Linked DNA regions of Mus musculus: regions 2 and 3 are each linked to region 1. A link is a contact called in public HiChIP or PLAC-seq and promoter capture Hi-C data. All regions are on one chromosome and are shown on one strand. The core of a region is the stretch at or near the end of the contact, and the rest is flanking DNA. Distances in the headings are between cores, read along the strand shown.

What was found. HiChIP or PLAC-seq counts read pairs in DNA pulled down with a chosen protein or histone mark. Capture Hi-C pulls out chosen DNA fragments and counts their contacts.
Region 2: a contact with region 1 is called in a promoter capture Hi-C map of adipose tissue. The contact joins the promoter of Lman2l here to the promoter of Neurl3 in region 1. A contact is called at or near these places in 1 of 39 promoter capture datasets (cranial neural crest), 1 of 484 Hi-C or Micro-C datasets (trophoblast stem cells), 2 of 115 datasets of contacts at active chromatin or transcription factors (effector CD8 T cells and pancreatic cancer cells) and 2 of 9 other capture datasets (adipose tissue and liver).
Region 3: a contact with region 1 is called in a FOXA1 HiChIP or PLAC-seq map of pancreatic cancer cells. The contact joins the enhancer-like site here to the promoter of Neurl3 in region 1. A contact is called at or near these places in 3 of 39 promoter capture datasets (the 3T3-L1 cell line, pre-B cells and stem cell-derived epiblast-like cells), 1 of 484 Hi-C or Micro-C datasets (embryonic stem cells) and 1 of 115 datasets of contacts at active chromatin or transcription factors (pancreatic cancer cells).

What each region holds. Positions count from the first base shown.
Region 1 is chr1:36,271,384-36,275,119 of GRCm38.p6, reverse strand. It overlaps Neurl3 (neuralized E3 ubiquitin protein ligase 3), which reads left to right and starts at 1,695. Exons shown (of 4, transcript NM_153408.2): 1 at 1,695-1,782. The coding sequence starts at 1,755.
Region 2 is chr1:36,443,113-36,446,872 of GRCm38.p6, reverse strand. It overlaps Lman2l (lectin, mannose-binding 2-like), which reads left to right and starts at 1,602. Exons shown (of 8, transcript NM_001013374.2): 1 at 1,602-1,823; 2 at 3,264-3,382. The coding sequence starts at 1,640.
Region 3 is chr1:36,490,972-36,494,553 of GRCm38.p6, reverse strand. The region is part of intron 1 of Cnnm4 (cyclin M4); the gene reads right to left. Among named protein-coding and RNA genes, the nearest start is that of Cnnm3, 19 kb to the left of the region's middle. Within about 2 kb of position 1,948, at least 67 of the 459 cell types and tissues checked have an H3K27ac peak or open chromatin away from gene starts, as enhancers often do. A contact at or near this core is called in pancreatic cancer cells, where this site is marked.

The DNA of each region.
Region 1 (3,736 bases), core at 446-2,945:
GGGCTGGCTTCATGGGAGAAAGGTGGGGGGCCTTCCTGTTTCTGCAACCCCCCAAATGTAGGGAGCCTGTTTAGAACGGCACATCCTGAATCCAGTCAGTGGGGTAGCTAAATTCACTTGGATGTGGGTGTCTTTGGCCTTGCCTTTGCCTTGCTGGCTGCTAGCCCGAGCAGGCTACAGGTCCTGTCTGGGGACCATACCACCTGCCTGCTGGTCTGCAGCTAGCCCAGTCATTTTCTAGAAAGGCTAAAACTGCAGAGCAGGCACCCTGATTGGGCACCACACACCTCTGTTAGGGGGATGTGGCTAATCAACAAGGATCTCTTGGCTCCAGCCCTGAGCAACCCAGCAAGGGAGGAGCATCCACAAGTGTCCAGAGACTGGTGTGCCTGCCAGGAGGTGCCAGGAGCCTGAACCTCTTAGACTGAGCCAGCCGGGGCATCGGGGGAACTGCAACCTTTAGAAGCCACAGGACTCCGGCCCAGGTGACTGGCACTGGCTCTAGAGCAGCTACCTGTGGTCTTGGCAGAAGTTATACATCTAGTGCAGTGACAAAGGGCGCTCAGCAAGGGTGTGGCCGGAAAAAGAAAGTCCAGGGGTTACAGCAATGTCTAAGGTAACCAGGGCTACACTGATAACACTCACCTTCCCCTGGCCACTTCTTCTCACTTAGGCACCACATGCTGGCTGGAAAAGGTCCCCAAACCAGAACATCAGACCTCAAGAAGAGGAAGGGATCTGCATAAGGTAATACAGCAGACACAACCTGGGTCTCCAGCCCTCTATTTCCCTCCTCAGTCGAACCGCCCCCGCCCCCCCCCCGCCCCCCCCGTCCTGTCTAGCTCACTGTCATTTCCAGGTGCTCCTGTTCCTTTCTTTCTTTTTTTTTTTTTAAAGATTTATTTATTATATGTAAGTACACTGTAGCTGTCTTCAGACACTCCAGAAGAGGGCATCAGATTTCGTTACAGATGGTTGTGAGGCACCATGTGGTTGCTGGGATTTGAACTCCGGACCTTCGGAAGAGCAGTCGGCGCTCTTAACCACTGAGCCATCTCGCCAGCCCCCCCCCCTCCCCGTTCCTTTCTTAAAGGGGCCACAGAAGTCACAGAATTGTGGCTTTGATCTGGAATCTCAAGAAAGACCTAATCTGGCGGGGAGGGGGGGTGGGGTGGGGGTGGGGTTGTAAGCCCCCAAACCAACCTTGCCACTGGGCGGCCTCACCTTCACAGGTCCTAGGATTTAGCTCAATCAGTTAACCTTCAGCAGCGCTGCGCACCTTCTCTATGTGGGGTTGGACACCATGCCGGCTGCTAATCAAAGTTCCTGCATGCTCTTGAAACTCCCAATGCCCAGATCTCATCCCAGACCAGGACCACCAAAGTCTTTGTTGGGGAGAGTGGGGGAGGGCGTGGCGGCGGCACGGGTGTTTACTAACATGCGATTATAATTCACAGACAAGGGCTGCTTAGAAGTCAAACAGAAAACCGTCTGCTGCAGCCACAGTTACAGCCCCTGCTTCCCTTCTTATCTCAGACCAGCCTGCTGCAGCAGCAGTCCACTGTGAGCCACGAGAGGTCATGGGGAAAGTCCCGGATATCGTCATGCGTGACAGCATCTAATTAATCAACAACTCTGTAACGTGAGCTCCAGCCTATAAAAGGGGAACCTTCCGGAGTCTTGTAACCCTGACCACTGGCCTTCACAGACATCTTCAGACCCAGGGACTTGTGCCCCAGGAGGAGCTCAGGCTGATGGGTTCTCTCCTCAGCCCTGAGGCCAGTAAGTAGATTTCCCGTATGCCTTGAGCTGGCTTCTGGAGTCCTGACTGCATGGAGTACAGGTGGGAGGTCTGGAAAGGGGAGATCAGAGACTTCATTGGCTCCTAGAGTGGGTTTCTCCATGGTCTGGGCTGCGCGAGGGCGAGAGCTTCCTGCCTTCCCAGGAACCCAGCAGAAGCGGGGTGTCTGGTCCAAGATGGCTGCGGAGATACACACCCCTCCTTCCCACCCACTACCTGTAAGCAGTCTTTATCTAGGAACTGGATAAGGGAGAATCAAGGCTGGGGTGGGGAAAAGGGGAGAGCTTAGGAGGCCGGTGGAAAAACGAGGGATTTCAGCCTTGCCAAATTGTCGGTGGCAATGTGGACAAGTCATTTTTGTCCCTGGACTCTTGGTTTTTTTCTCGTCTGAAGGTTGGGACTATGCCACCACCCTGCTGTCCTTTAGGACTCCAAATGTAGATATCTAAATAGTAATGAGATAAGAAGTTTCTCTGAGACACCAGTACCTGTGGTCACGTGTCCCCTTAGCAGAGGGGCCTGGTGAGTGAGCAGGAAATAGCATGCCACCCCTTAGAACAGAGACGGGGACCAGGCACCCTAGACCTGCCCCCCCAAGCCAATCAGTGCCCCTGTGTAGGGCCCTTGGCAAGCACCCAAGGCTTGCTCACAGTGGGCGGCCACGCCCAGAGCCACCTCTGCTGTGGCAGCTGTGTTTGGATTCAAGGCAGGGCAGTAACAATGCCAAAAGGGATGGGGTATAACAGGTACAGATGTGGGGGGGGGGGAGTGGGAGAGGGAGAGGAGGGAGGAGGGAGTGGGAGAGGGAGAGGGACTGAAACTGTGTAGCTGAGCCCACAGTCTCCTTGGGGCTGGGAGGACAGGAAGGGACCTTTCTTGAGCTTCCCCAAGCTCTGCATGCTGGGGTGCAGAGGGGAGAACAGGATTCTGCAAAGGGCTGACTGGGTGCCTGGCATCCCAAAGACCTTGATGCTGAAGGTGCTGGCAGTTAGGAGGCCATCACGGAGCAGGTGGCTGAGCATCCATCACTAAAATCCCCAGAGCCTTGCAGCAGAGACTATAATTTGTCTTCATCTGCCCAGGCCTGGAGATGACCCTACAGACATGGCTGGCCTGTCCCAACTTCCTAGCAGTCTAGATCCAGGCCAGCCTCCGTCAGTGGGTAGCACAAAGGTGGGGGTCACTGGAGAAGGACTACCTCTCTATTGTATGGAACCTCAGGACCTGGCTTAAAAATGGGGTCTAGAACAGGAATTCTCTAGTTCTTGATAGACAGTACTCTGAACCCTGTGCCAACCCTGCCAACCAGGACACACCCAATTAGAGAGCCACGTTTAGCTTGTGCCCACCTCTGCCATAGCCCAGCCCAGCAGTGGGGTCTGTCAGGTTGCTCAGTCAAAGGGCCAAGATGCCTGCCAGTCTCTGCAGGAGGAGGAAGGCAGAAGAAAAGTGTCCACCCCTTTCGTGCCACTGTGACCCAGCTCTAAAGCCAGGAAGCCGTGCTCAGTGTAAAGGGAAGGTGCGGCTTCTGTGGGGGACAAAGTCCTGCAGGCCTTTGAGAGACTGGCAGGGTAAGGGTGGCCTTCAGCTCTACTCCATCTGGGTCGTGTGCTCAGTGAATAACCAAACAAGCCATATGAGAGAGTGCGTGTAGCAAGTCCAGGCCTTAAGAGGCCCCTTGTGGCTTGCCAGTGGTGGTACCTCCTGGGAGCCACACCCAGAGAGGGACACAAGGCCTGAGCATGCAGAAGAGAGAAGGTGGTTTAACTGCTCACCTAGGGACCCACGGGGGCAGCAGCATGTCCCCTTCAGCTTCTTCCCTGTGACACAGGACATGGTTCCCAAAGATCCCTGGGAAGGCTCCTAAGTGGGGATGGAGCTTTGCCCATGCAAGCTGCCAACCAGGCCAAGGCTTTCTTTTCCTGGGACTCTTGT
Region 2 (3,760 bases), core at 353-2,852, 170 kb before region 1:
TTGTAAAAGATCGGTAGCTTTGTCAGCTTTCAAGAGTTGATCTTCTCTGAGGCAAGCTCACATCTTGTTTCTCTGTAAAATTTACTCATGTTTGGAAGAGAGTTAGCTTTGACTGTGTCTATTGGGAAGATGTAGACACAAGTCTGATAAGTCCATTGTAGCTATCTATGGACCAGAGTCAGAGCTCAGCAATGCACACACGGTCGGGTCTGAGTGGGGTCGAGGGAGGCCTCCAGGAGGAAGTAGGTAAGAGGAAGCTAGTTTTCTGAAAGAAGTGAGCAATCAGGCAGGAAGCTGGAACTTGGTGAAATATGAACTCTGGGGTGTAGTACAACCAATTTAAGTTTATCCCTGACCAGCTTACAAGTAAGTGAGACTCAGACTATGGTTATTTTATTTGGCTTTGACAGTTTCTAGGGGTAACCCCTAATCTACTCTTCTAACTGCTGGCCTGGCTACCTCCCCAGTGGTACAGCCTAAGTACTTGGCTGCTTCTTCTGGCCATGGACTCATAGTCCATCTCGTCTCCTGGAGGCTTCCTCCCCTTCTTTCGTTCTTCCTCTTCTCCCCTGGTTTCTCTTCCTTCTGCTCTCTTCTCCACCCTCAACTAAGTAACTTAAAACCCACCTACCTCTAATCCCTCCCTCCAGTAATTGGCTGTAGTCAATTCTATTTAACCAATCATTTTAAATCAAGGAACAAGGTTTGCACAATAAAAGCATGTAACCCTGAAAATTCACACAGAATTTAGCATACACTTAATTTCTATAAATATCATCATGTGATGTTGGTTGATTGTGCTCGTCAACCCAGCATGTAACCCAGGCTGCCCTTTACACATTTTACAGTTTGCCAGATGTTTGTTTCTTTGGTTTGGTTTGCCTGTTTGAGACAGTTTGCCAGATGTTTGTTTCTTTGGTTTGGTTTGCCTGTTTGAGACAAGGTTTCTCTGTGTAGCCTTGGCTATTCTAGAACTTGCTCTGTAGACCAGGCTTGCCTCAAACTCAGAGATCCAAATACCGTTGCCTCCAAGCATTGGGATACAATCCGTGCACCACCACCACCCTGGAACCAGTCGTTTCATTCTAATGAATTACTTAGGTCACTCCCTAACTCACTGTGTTGACTTTGAACTCCTCACCTTCCTGCCTCAGTCTCCAGAGTGCTGGGATGACCTAATGCCTTCCCACATCGTAAGTCAAGTTCTTTACCAACACAGCTAGTCTTCAGTTCCTTCCACTCATTTTAGTCACGGATTTGTCTATTTTTCTTTTTACTTCTATGCCCTCTTGGCTGTTAGCTTGGCGGCCAGGTAGGTACAAATGGCAGTGACAATCGGGAAAAAAAAATGTTTTATCGCTTTAAATTTACTATAGAATGCAGAAACAAACTAAGAATCTCTATTACTAGCAGGCCTGGTGAAGCCTGGGACAAAAGCAGAGAAGGGAGTCTGGACATTCGGCAACGCCCCTTGCCTGGGTTGGCAAGGCAACTGCTACTAGTCAGCCAATCGGTGGGATACTCACCTGCGGGGGAGGGAACTCTCCAGGAGCCAATGGGAGATCGGGCCGATGGTTCCGCAGGCCAATGGGTTGGGCCACGGGGCGGGCTTTTTGATGAAGGGCCGGCGGTGGGAAAGATGGCGGCGGCTTCGAGACCCTCCTGGTGGCAGCGGTGGCGGCGGCGCGCGTGGGCTCGGGACGGGGCCAAGCTTTTGCTCTTTCTCCTTCTGTTGGGGTCTGGGCCGGGGCCGCGGCATGTCAGGGCGGGTCAAGCGGTGGAGTACTTGAAACGGGAGCACTCGCTGTCGAAGCCCTACCAGGGTGAGGCGCCCGGGGCGAGGTGGTCGTGCAGGGAGGGCTTGGGGACCGAGTCGGGACTGAGCTCGAGGACGCAGTCCCCGGCGGGAGGGGGCGCCCCGAGGATCTCCGCTCCTTTGAAGAGCCACAGGTCCGAAGGACAAGGGTCCGCCCCCCACCCCCGCCCCTTTCCGAGCGCTAGAAGTTTCTAGTAGGTCTAGGTAGGGCTCTCAGCTGTCACTAGTGTCAGGCTCGAAGGAAGAGGTGTTTGGAGTTGGACAGAAATATGAGGAGAGAGAACTGAGATAAATGAGGGATGGTTGAGGACCATTAGCGATGAGCCGGTGTCGGGATAGAGTGGTGGCTGCTCTGGATAGAAAGCAAGAACCCGGGTAGAACTCGGTCGGACTGAGGAAGGAGAGGGGGAAAAAAGTCTGTTTGCTGGTTAGAACACCTGCTCCTTCCTTCCCAGGCCGCGAGCCCTGATGATGAAAGAGGCTGGTTAGCATTGCTCTCTTCAGGGATTTCTAGATCTCTAAGCACAGCTCAGTGTCAGAAAATTGACACAGGTGTCTACAAAGAAGAGAAATTAATGCTGTTAGAGCTTAATACAAGTTTGTTTTTCTCGCAGAGCTGTGGATAGGGGGTGCAGGAAACACAAATTTAAACTGCAGAAAGCAGTTTGAATTTTTGTTACTAAGATGTCATTTCTGTTACTAAGATGTCATTATTTTACTGGTTGGTTGTAGTACCTCCTTAGTGTTGGTCCCTGCTGATACTATGGGTTAGTCTGGTTTTTCACCCTGGGGGTACTTATACTTAGTCTAAGGGATTTGGGGATAATCAGCTACACTTGAAAGATTGATTTTATTTTATTTTTTAAATTTTATTTATTTATTTATTTATTTATTTATTTTGTTTTTCGAGACAGGGTTTCTCTGTGTAGCCTTGGCTGTCCTGGAACTCACTCTGTAGACCAGGCTGGCCTCGAACTCAGAAATCCGCTTGCCTCTGCCTCCCAAATGCTGGGATTAAAGGTGTGTGCCATCACTGCCCGGCCTGAAAGATTGATTTTAAAAGAATATGTTTAAGCTCATAGGCTTTTGAGAATATATCTCTTTTAATATAAATGACAAAATTTTTGTCCTTTCATAGTGCTAAAGTTCACCCACACATACAGATCTCAACTACTGTTACTGTGCCATGTGTAAATGACAGCTCTGTGGTGGGTTGGATTCTTCAGCTGAAGAATTTAGCTGAAGGAAGTTTGGTGAGATGTCAGGTACCTGTGGTCCAGGAGCCTGAGACAGAATATTGAGACTCACATTCAAAAAGAAAAAGAAAAACATTAATTCATGTATTCATTAATAATACTAAAGGAAAAATAATGGCTCCAGTCTTTGTAGGATCTGGCTTTGTGAACCAATTGATGAAGACTATGGGCTGATTCTCCCCTCCCCATAGGTGTGGGAACAAGCAGTTCTTCGCTATGGAACCTGATGGGCAACGCCATGGTGATGACACAGTACATCCGCCTCACTCCAGATATGCAAAGTAAACAGGGTGCCTTGTGGAACCGGGTGGTAAGAGGCTTCCTGTGTTAGGACCCTCAGTGTCCTAAAAATGCTCAGAGTGACTTTGACATGACTTCGTTGTACTGTCTTTTCCCAGTGTTCATCTTCTAAAGATAGTAAAAGTCTTTAGAGAGCTGGAGAGATGGCTCAGTAGTTAAGAGCACTGTCTGCTCTTCCAGAGGACCTGAGTTCAATTCCCAGTACCCACATGGCAGTTCACAACTGTCTATAACTCAGGCATTCAGCTCCCTCACACAACACACATGCAGGCAGAACACCAATGCACATAAAGTTAAAAATAAATACATCATTAAAAAGAAACTAAAAGTCTTTAGTTTATAGATAATGGTGAACTTCATAATACAGGAGTCAGATATTTCTCTATTG
Region 3 (3,582 bases), core at 699-3,198, 220 kb before region 1:
TAGGGATGTCACCCAAGACAACCAAGTTCATAGTTTGCTAACTCTAGTTTATAGTTTATGTGGATTCTAACTCTCATAGGAGTGCATTTTAATGAAGTACCTCACTTTGATGTTGAGGATCATTCAATTAGATAATGGAACTTGAGCTGTGGCTGAAATAAGAAATTAAGAGTATTTAAATGATGCATTTACAGCTGGAAATTTCACTTCTCAAAGAGGAAATATAACAAAGTACTAATATTTGGTTGTCCATATATAATTGCTGGTACTTGGCTAATTTTAGCCCCAAAACAGCAGTTTCATATTGTGTAACCTGAGGATGGGCTTTCTCATTATTCCCTTTTTTATACAGACATTCCACATTTCCATAACTAACTGTATTAATTTTATAGTCAAAAGGAACACACAAAGTAACTTTAGAAAGAAGAGGCTCTGAGAGTGGAGGCTATCGCGATGGCTCAGCGCTAAGCACGTGAGTTGCTCTTTCAGGACTGGTGGCTCACAACTGCCAGAAACTACAACTCTAGGACATTTACCATCCTTTTCTGGCCTCCACAGGTACCTGCATGCGTGTGCATATGCTCACACACAGACACAGACACAAAAACACATAAAAATAAATAAATAATAAGACAGCACTCTAAGGTCTGCAAGATGGCTTGGTGGGTAAGGGTGTGGCCCAGCCTGAGGCTTGAGTTTAATACAGAGAACCCACCTGGTGGAGCGAACAGACAGCAAGCCAAAGTTAACTTCTGACATATGCACATGTGCATCATAGCATGCACATGCCCTCACACATAGAAATAAAGCAAAATGCAAGGAAATACTGTAAAAACATTCTAACACTGCTTCTCCCGATGTCCTAAGTACCAGCACTGTTTGAAAAGGGGACAGTTGAGTGGGAGGGACCACAGGAAAGAGGCACCCTAGAATCCTGGCTGTCCTTAAGTGTATCAGGTCCTACCTTGAGGCAAGCTTGCCCACTCTACCCTTTACTGACCTTTGTCCCAGAACTAGCCAGGAGGAACCTTCCCCTTCCCAGCCAGCCATAAGTGAGTTTCCACTCCCCCACTCCACCCCACCCCACCCCACCCTACCCCACCCCTGCCCTATGGCCCTGATTCACACGGAAGGGGTTAAAAGGTGGAGGCAGAGGGAGAAAGAACCTATAACCCAAGTCCCTCGGCGACACCCTTTGCTTCCAGCTTTCCCGTGTCGCATCTGGTTTTGTTTAGTTCAGTTTTCTGAGACAGGGTCTCATATAGGCCAAGTTCACCTTGAATTCACTATGTAGCATATGATGGCCTTAAACTTCTCATCCTCCTGCCTTACATAAGTATGCCACCATCCCCAGCTGTGGCACATCTGTCATCTCTGCCCGAAGCTTACACATCGTCCCAGCTAACCCTGAAGGCTTCCTTATACCCAGTATGCAGGAGCTCCAAACCCCCACCCAGATTTTAAAAGGGAGTCTCCAGAGCCCTAGAAGGCCAGAACCCCACCCTGAACGACACTTATTTTAGCAAACTGCCATGTCTTCCTCCCTCCCATAAAATTTTTTTTTTTTACAATCCATTAAAGACTATAAGGAAATGTGCTACTGGGTTCTGGGTTTCAAAGTCCAAAGGCCCCCATCAGTCTAGCTACTTTTCCCCTGGGAAGAAACCCTGGACCAGACAAGGGATCTTACTATCAGAGATGGTGGCATCCTAGGCGACCTCCTCACTGGGCCACCCAATAAGGCAAAATCCCAAGTTCCCGCAACGGGTCCTGGATGTTAACTTGGTGACTGGACACCACACCTTGGGTCACCGGTCTGCACCTACAGATGGCTGGACACTCTGACTTCCTGGCAACCGGCTCCTTTTCCTCCCTCTCCCCAGGCCTGAGCAGGATTAAGCTGGCTATTAATAGTGCTGACCTCAGCCAGCAGGAGGAGCAGCCGCCCTTCCCAGCTCTTAGGGGTGGGAGAGGCCTGAGCCAGAGTGGGACAAACTCCTTGCCTTCCAGCCTGGGAAGACTGGGGCCATTCATCCACTATCATAGCTTCATCTACGTGGTGACCATGCTCCTCCCAGGCTGGGCGAGTGACCTGGCAGAGGCTAGGAGACCACAAGGCTGTAGTTGCTGGGTAGGCTGTGCTCAGTCATGCTGGGTTTCCTAGGCCGTAGGAAGGCAGTGGGAGGCTGGGAGATGGTGCAGGTGGTAAACTGCTTGCACTGAAGCAAACACAAGGGCCCAAGTGAGAGCCTATGTAAAATAATCATAATTAATCCTAATAAATAACAAAGAAAAAGTGGGGTTGCTGAGCACTGAGAGGAGCCACGTGAGTGGGCAGGCGAGGGAGAGACGTGGCCACATCCCTATTCCCCCAGAGAAGAGACAAGAGAATCAGTCACCCAACTGCCCAGGAGCTCAGGCTGTCCCACAGGCTATGGGAGCTTGAGAGCCATCTGTGGTTCCACAGAAAGGTCTTCAGTTCACAACCCTCTCACCTTAGCCATTCAAACATTAGAGATCACTTTATCCATAGCTTGGGGCTGGCCTGAGACACCCATGCCAAGACAGAAACTGGTCAGTCACAACAGAAAGGAATACTAAAAGAAGCCCTTAATTTAATCTAATTAATTTTATGTATATACCTTAATAATGTCACTTATTATTGTTACGGGTGTATGTATGTTGGGGGTGGAGAGGGTATACCACAGTACATGCAGGAGGTTGGAGGATAACTCTGTGGAGTTGGTTCTCTTTCCATATTTATGTGGCTTCTAGGGTTCTACCTCAGGTAGGTCAGGCTTGTAAAACAAGAGACAGCTCATACGCCCAAATCATATTTTCAATATGAGGGTCTCATGATGGTGCCCAGGCTTCTGTCAAACTCTTGGGTTCCTGGGATCATGTAATCCTCTCACCTTAGCCTCTCCCACAGGCACATGCTGCCATGCCTGGCAATAAGACGACTGTGATTACAGCTGGGCTGGGCAAACCAGTGAGAGAGTTCAGAAATAAAGCCCAGCAATTAGAAGGCAGAGGCAGCCTGGGCTACAGTGAGCTTCAGGCCAACCAAGCTGACCTTGCTTTTAAAACCAACAAAATAAAACCTCCAGTTGGCACACCGGCCGGAGAGAGAGAGAGAGAGAGAGAGAGAGAGAGAGAGAGAGAGAGAGAGAGAGAGAGAGAGAAAGAAATATCAGATTACAAATCTGACATCTAAATCAAAAGCAAAAGGAGACTATTCACTGAGAGGTATTGGGTTAACTAAGCCAGTCCATATCACTTTATAAACCAATTAGAAAAATCACAAGTTGAGTTTGTTTAGCCATTGAGCCATCTCTTTGTCAACTCCACCCTACCCCCCCCTTTTTTTTTTATATAGGGTCTCCATCTGTACCTCATGGTAGACTGAAACTTTATAGCCTAGGCTGGCCTGACATTCACTGCAATTCTCCTGCCTACAAACTTAATTTTAAATACAAATTAATAAATACAAGTTAATCCAAGGAAATGCAAATTACCTTGGGTGTTAAAATTTACCTACCAGTCTACTGCTTTGTTTTGGCAGTGCTAGGGACCCAACCC